2 separate regions of the Mus musculus genome follow, and region 2 is linked to region 1. The links are chromatin contacts, called in public Hi-C maps. All regions are on one chromosome and are shown on one strand. Each heading gives the region's core, a stretch centred on a gene start, on an enhancer-like site or on the middle of the called end of the contact. The rest is flanking DNA. Distances are from core to core; before and after follow the strand shown.

Region 1 (3,295 bases), core at 390-2,889:
CTTTCAGCCAAATCTTGCTAGTGTATGTAATGGTGTCAGCGTTTGGAGGCTGATCTCTAGTTAGTCCATCCTTTTGTCTCAGCTCCAAACTTTGTAACTTCTTCCATGGGTGTTTTGTTCCCAATTCTAAGAAGGTGCAAAGTATCCACACTTTGGTCTTCGTTCTTCTTGAGTTTCATGTGTTTTGCAAATTGTAACTTACATCTTGGGTATTCTAAGTTTCTGGGCTAATATCCACTTATCAGTGAGTACATATCATTTGAATTCTTTTGTGATTGGGTTACCTCACTCAGGATGATGCCCTCCAGGTCCACCCATTTGCCTAGGAATTTCATAAATTCATTCTTTTTAATAGCTGAGTAGTACTCCATTGTGTAGATGTACCACATTTCTGTATCCATTCCTCTGTTGAGGGGCATCTAGGTTCTTTCCAGCTTCTGGCTATTATAAATAGGGCTGCTATGAACATAGTGGAGCATGTTTCTTTCTTACTAGTTGGAACATCTTCTGGATATATGCCCAGGAGAGGTGTTGCGGGATCGTCTGGTAGTACCATGTCCAATTTTCTGAGGAACCGCCAGACTGATTTCCAAAGTGGTTGTACAAGCTTGCAATCCCACCAACAATGGAGGAGTGTTCCTCTTTCTCCACATCCTCACCAGCATCTGCTGTCACGATTTCTAATGTCATTCTAAAAAGCATACATACTAACCAGAAATAGAATTTGGCAGTCAGGAGCTTAGAGCCAATTCCCTGTGACTAGACTTGCTAAAGCCCCACAGTATTTTCTAAGAGGCTCTTATCAGAAAAGATATCAGCACAAGCTGCCTTTGAATAAATATATGTGATTTCAAAAATATTCAAATATGTTCTTTGATTAAGATGCATATGATCATTTTACATAATTGTACCTTCACTAGAGTGGACACTGTTCTAATGTTGATAGTTTACACATCACAACAAACCAATTTGATAAATACGGTTTCGTGATCTATGGTTCCTAAATGAACTAAGTGAGCTGCTGAGTAAAAATGAGCTCCCCAAAGTTCAAAAATAGAGGAGATTTAATGCAGGAATCCAAGCCCCAAGCCAAGGTCATTCAACCAAAGTTCATGTTGATGACCTCTTCATTTCGTACATTACAGATACAACATGCAATTTATATCATTTAGTGTGTGTTAAGTAATATGCTAGCCTTTGTATATGGTTGATGCAATTTTCCTCCCCTCAACACAGTAAGGTATTTTACTAATGAGGAAACAGGCTCAAAGAGACAGATGTTTGTTCATAGCTGCAATGCCAGTGAGTGAAAGATTAGAATTTTATTCTGGATCTGAGTACCTGCCAAGTCCACAGTGTAAGAACCCCACCAGAGAAGGATTCTGCTAATCTTTAAAAGGGAATAAGAAATGCTTTGACCATACATAACAGGGAAGAATAAATGCTCAAACTTTAGGCTAATCATGCTTTTACGATGTTCTTACTGTCAGCTTTGATAAAGTAACTCTAAGGCAGACAGGACAAAGAGAGGATGGAAGCTCCAGCAACTCCTCTCACTAGAGGTAAAAGGCTTTGCTAAAAAACAGAGAGGTGCTACCCACTCCCGGCTCTAGCTTTGTTTCAGATTATCATGACACATTTTAAGAATAGAACATCCCTATTCATGTAGCACATATATCTGAGACTGAGACGTGTGCATGCCACCCTCCTTTGCAGGCAATCTTTGAATATATTTTCATTGCTTGAAATATCACTTTATCCATGTTTGTAGAACTATATTCAGTAATTGGAGCAAAAACTGTTTACATATTGTCTTAGTCAGGGTTTCTATTCCTGCACAAACATCATGACCAAGAAGCAAGTTGGGGAAGAAAGGGTTTATTCAGCTTACATTTCCACACTGCTGTTATCACCAAAGAAAGTCAGGACTGGAACTCAAGCAGGTCAGGAAGCAGGAGCTGATGCAGAGGCCATGGAGGGGTGTTTCTTATTGGCTTGCTTCCCCTGGCTTGCTCAGCCTGCTCTCTTATAGGACCCAAGACTACCATCCCCCAGATGGTTCCACCCACAAAGGGCCTTTCCCCCTTGATCACTAATTGAGAAAATGCCTTACAGCTGGATCTCATGGAGGCATTTCCTCAACTGAAGCTCCTTTCTCTGTGATAACTCCAGCCTGTGTCAAGTTGACACAAAACTAGCCAGTACACACATATACTCTTTCCTGATTTCTAATGTATTATCCTGGATTTTTTTTTTAAATTCATTTATAAGCCAGGCAGTAGTGGCACATGCCTTTAATCTCTGTTTTAAAGACAGAGAGGTAGGCAGATCTCTAAATGTGAGGCCAGCCTATTCTACAGAGTGACTTCCAGGGTTATACAAAGAGACCCTGTCTTGAAAAACAAAAATGCAAAAAACAAAATAACAAAAAAATTCATTTATAATATTTTTTTCTCTTTAGGATTCTACTTAATTTGGATTTTAAAAGATGTGACTCTTAAACAAAGCCTAAACCCTTTATTTTTATATTTGAGTTTAAGTTTAAGCAAAAAAAATAAATAATAAAAATAAAAAAGGAGTTTTTGTCTTGAGACAGTTACCTTTCTCTCACATTCACTGTGTGACCCGAGTTCATTTAGGACCCTTTCAAGCATATTCAAGTCCCTCTGTAAATCTGAGGTTGTGTTCTCTTTGTGGCAAATTGTTCTCTCCCTAGAAGACTAGAGACTCACCACCATCCACCATTGAGGGAGCTGAAGGTTAAGTTTGAGTTCCCAAGAACACCAAAAAGAGACTAGAGGAAGAAAGGTTGAACAATACTTCCAGTGAATCCAGAGTTCCACTGAAGAAATGTACACCTTATAAGACAAGGAGGCTGAGCTAGGAAAAATACAGAGAGCTAAACATCTCAAGTCTTTGTCAAGACATGTAGAGGTAGGTGTGAAAATGGCTGTCTGGCCAGCATGTAAGCCTTGAGTGCTTTTTCTCCTCTGGCTAAATGATAATGAGAAGGCTAGTAACACTCTAGCTCGATTTTAACCAAAACCTCAAGCTAGGTGTTTAGGAATCAAAGGGGGGGGTATTTTTGGAGGGAAAACTAGAAAAGGGGATAACATTTGAAATGTAAATAAAGAAAATATAAAGAAAAACAAAAACAAAAAAACCCAAAGGGTCAACAGCTAAAAAAAAAGGGGGGGGAATCAAAAAAGCTGACCAAATCTGTCACAGTATGTTTATCTTTTATCTTTCCTTTATTTGAGCAATGAGGCCTGCACTAATTGTATTTTCTGTCCTC
Region 2 (3,295 bases), core at 569-3,068, 150 kb before region 1:
CATCCAAAAATCACCTTGGTGTCTAAATCTTTTGTGTCCTGTACTGACCATAACCCTATATGTCCTCTGCATAGGGAGCATTCCTTGCCAACTCATTTGTTGAATGATTTTCTAGTGAGTGCTAAAGTTGGAGGAACTGTCTAACAGTCTGAAATGCCAGCAGAGGAAAGAAGCTAAGCAGAAGCATCAGGACTCACTCCATGCAGCCAGAAGGCAGAATAAAAACCATATGTACTCCTTGATCATAGCGACCTGTCACTGTGTCTTACCTTACATGGCAGGAGAGACGTTGATTATGTAGTAACTAAGTGTGTATGTGATTGAAATAAGATGTAGTATAAGAAAAGATAGTGTGTAGAAGAACTGAACATAAAACCTATTTATCAATCAAATAGACACCCAAGTCCTGCCCCTTGTTACCAGATCTTTCTTCTATTGAACCTAATATAGGGAGTCTCAAACACTAATTAGACTTAGGTACACTCACTCATGTGGTCTGCTGGGCTGTAGTCCCTAGGACTCCAAACTGCCACTTCCTTCCACACAAAGTCATCTTGTTCTGTTTACAAATCAGTATGAGCCCTTACTTTGAGCTCTTTGGTTAAGAGGCAAAGAACCTGGAAACAGCTCTTACACTCCAGCCGCTCCTCTGAGAAAGCTATTTCAGGGATGACCTAGGGCTACTGGCAACCTTTTCATTTCTTTCTTCCTTCAACCAAAGGGAACCTTGAGAACTGCTTCCCACTTCTTTGCTAAAGAGAGAATATATAACTTCTGAAAATCTGTCTTAATCCACCTTTAGGAAGTAGCTACAACCAACACCAAAGAAACATATTTAAACTCCCTGGCCTAAGGACTGAGACTGTTCAGCACGACCTGGGTGGGAATCTGTTAAAAACAAACAAGCAAGCAAACAAACAAACAAAAACTCTGATCCTTGGGCTCTGATACAAACATCATCTCAACAGAATCCCTAGGTAAGCCCTGAGTTGTAGCTGAAAGATGATATCTCTGAGAGGTTTGAATGCCAGCCAGGCTGCTTACTACCCCACTCTCAAGCAGTTTCTAAAAAAAAGGAGTAACACCCCCTTAATAAGTAGTTGTGTGAATTATAGCTGCAATTTTTGCAAACAAATACTCAGTTATAATAGTTCTTGTGGTGTTGTTTAGCACCATCTACAGCAGCTCAGTAGACTTCACAGTGTTGCAGCAGCAGCTCAAAGGGGCTGTCTCCAAAGCCATCTACACTCTTGGAGTTAGTAATGCAGGAGAGGGACCGGAACATTTTGCAGTGACAACTCTAAATACTTAATACATTGTCCATTTCACAACATAGTAAACGCCTGTTGTCTGCTTGCTTTCATATCATTGCACAAGACTTTGTGAGGAGCCACCTACTCTATACAGAGACAGAGTGAATAGTGAATTGCTAGAGGGAGTGAGGGCCAGACTTCCTGCTGAGTCTCTCTGGGTCCCCAGCCCTTTTCCCTAATCTCCATCTTAACTTTCCATCTGTCACTGGTTCCCTTGCACCAGAGGCACAGTCAGCCAGTCCCCTAAGCTCCCCCAGGGCGCTAGGCTCCCTGAGCTGTGGGCCTCGAGGGCTGGCTGGGTAGGAGCTCGCAGGGAGGCTGCTGCCTGTCTGGGTGCAGGCGGGACTCAGCCACTGGGGCCTGGTCACAGCGGAGGGGCGCGCCTAGCTGGCGTGGATCTGCCCGCACGTGAACTCCACCTCCTTGCTGGCTCACCGCCCAGCGTAGAAGCTGCTGGTCTCCGCCCCGCTGCAGCGCCGCCTCAGCTCTTGGCATAGTAATCTCAGTTCCTGATCGCGCAGAGCTGGCTCCTGGCTGCAGGGGACTGCTCAAGTCACCCAGCAGCAGTGTGGCAGAGCCAGGGCTGGGAATCGACTAGAAGCCCAGCACCGCGCAGACAGCGGCCCAGCGGGGGACACCCCACCGGAGCAGGTAAGCCCGGAAAGGAGCCGCCCCCGCGGCCACCTGGCCCAGTGGCCAGCCTTGGAGACCGGAGCCTGGCAATGTCCCTGTGCTGGTGAAGGAGGAATTAGGTCCCACATTTGTTCGTGGATCTTTTGCCTGTTGCTTATGGTCCCCAGCCGCTGCTGCCACCCTGCTCCTCAGGAGGGGCTGTGCGCCCTGCAGGTGATGTATATCTCTGCAAGGTTATTACTCCCTTAAGCTCTGACCCAAAGGTAAAAAGAAAAAAAAGAGAAGCCGCTTGCTGCTTCTGAGCTAGAAATCCTAATCAGTAAGATATGCACACAACGAATACTCGAAGAAGGGTGTGTGTGTGTGATTGCCTTCTTTATTATTTTCCTATGATTATTTGCTGTAAGGTAAAAACTTAGTCGTATTCAATATGCTCGATTATATGTGTGTATGTGTGTGTATTTATTAATACATTTGCATGTATATTTCTTCATGAGGTCGGAAGGGAGAGACGAGGAAGGTCGACTGAGGATGATAAAGGGAAGTCATTGTAGAGCATGTTCAGTGTCTAGAGGTGAACTTTGGAACCACATTCAATCATGGTAGCAAGTAGAAGTGGTAAACCTGTCTCCGGGTACATTATGACAAAGGCCTGACATGTTCTTCTAGTACACAGCAACAGGGAAGTGGAAAGAGGAGTCTTAGACACTGGAAAGTAGATTGAGGTGGAGGAAAGGCAGCCTAGGCACATCAGAGTTCAAGGGCTTTTGAAGGGGTGTTAAGCGAGGTCACTGGTTGCATGTAGGCAGTTCAAGGTTGGGATGATGTGAGAGCAGCTGAGTAGGTGGGGGAAAGGCAAAAGCCTAGAGGGGTTGGGAAAGAAAGGAGCTTTAGCTAGCCATCCAGCTGGGAACCACCTTTCTGAAGGTGTTTGCTGCCTTCCTTCCGTTTTCACAACAGTTTTGTTCGAGATCCGTAGGTCCATGTTTTCATTTTATTTATTTATATTTTTTTCATGGAATCTGGGTCATGACAGGACTGGAAGAAACTGAAGTGTTTACACCACCAGAAAGATTTGGAGAGAGAGTGATTAAGGCTTAGCTTCATGAAATATTTACACAGCTCTTGCGTGGGCTTTTGTTTGCTCTTGTTGGCACTTCTGCATATTTTACCTTGATAATGCTTTGAGCATACCTCTCCTGAATGAGCCTATTTTTTTCGTTATAAACTATTCTTTTCTTCCCATGGTGTTCACCATAGGCCTGCCCTGAGAAACAGTGGTGGGAATAGAGATAATGAGTCACAGGGCAAAGAAGTCTTCTCTATTGCTCTCCTCCAATGGACAGAGT

The links. A called contact is a pair of places that touch in the nucleus more often than the background predicts.
Region 2: a Hi-C map of cortical neurons shows a contact between it and region 1, with 1.9 times the contacts expected there. The contact joins the promoter of Gprin3 here to the enhancer-like site in region 1. A contact is called at or near these places in 5 of 39 promoter capture datasets (the 3T3-L1 cell line, embryonic stem cells, liver and 1 more), 5 of 484 Hi-C or Micro-C datasets (Sertoli cells, cerebral cortex and cortical neurons), 5 of 115 datasets of contacts at active chromatin or transcription factors (the 230-238 cell line, CD8 T cells, embryonic stem cells and 2 more) and 2 of 9 other capture datasets (embryonic stem cells and liver).

What each region holds. Positions count from the first base shown.
Region 1 is chr6:59,272,670-59,275,964 of GRCm38.p6, reverse strand. No RefSeq gene overlaps it. Among named protein-coding and RNA genes, the nearest start is that of Tigd2, 65 kb to the right of the region's middle. Within about 2 kb of position 1,639, at least 4 of the 459 cell types and tissues checked have an H3K27ac peak or open chromatin away from gene starts, as enhancers often do. A contact at or near this core is called in cortical neurons, where this site is marked.
Region 2 is chr6:59,424,829-59,428,123 of GRCm38.p6, reverse strand. Gprin3 (GPRIN family member 3) reads left to right here and starts at 1,818. Exons shown (of 2, transcript NM_183183.3): 1 at 1,818-1,964.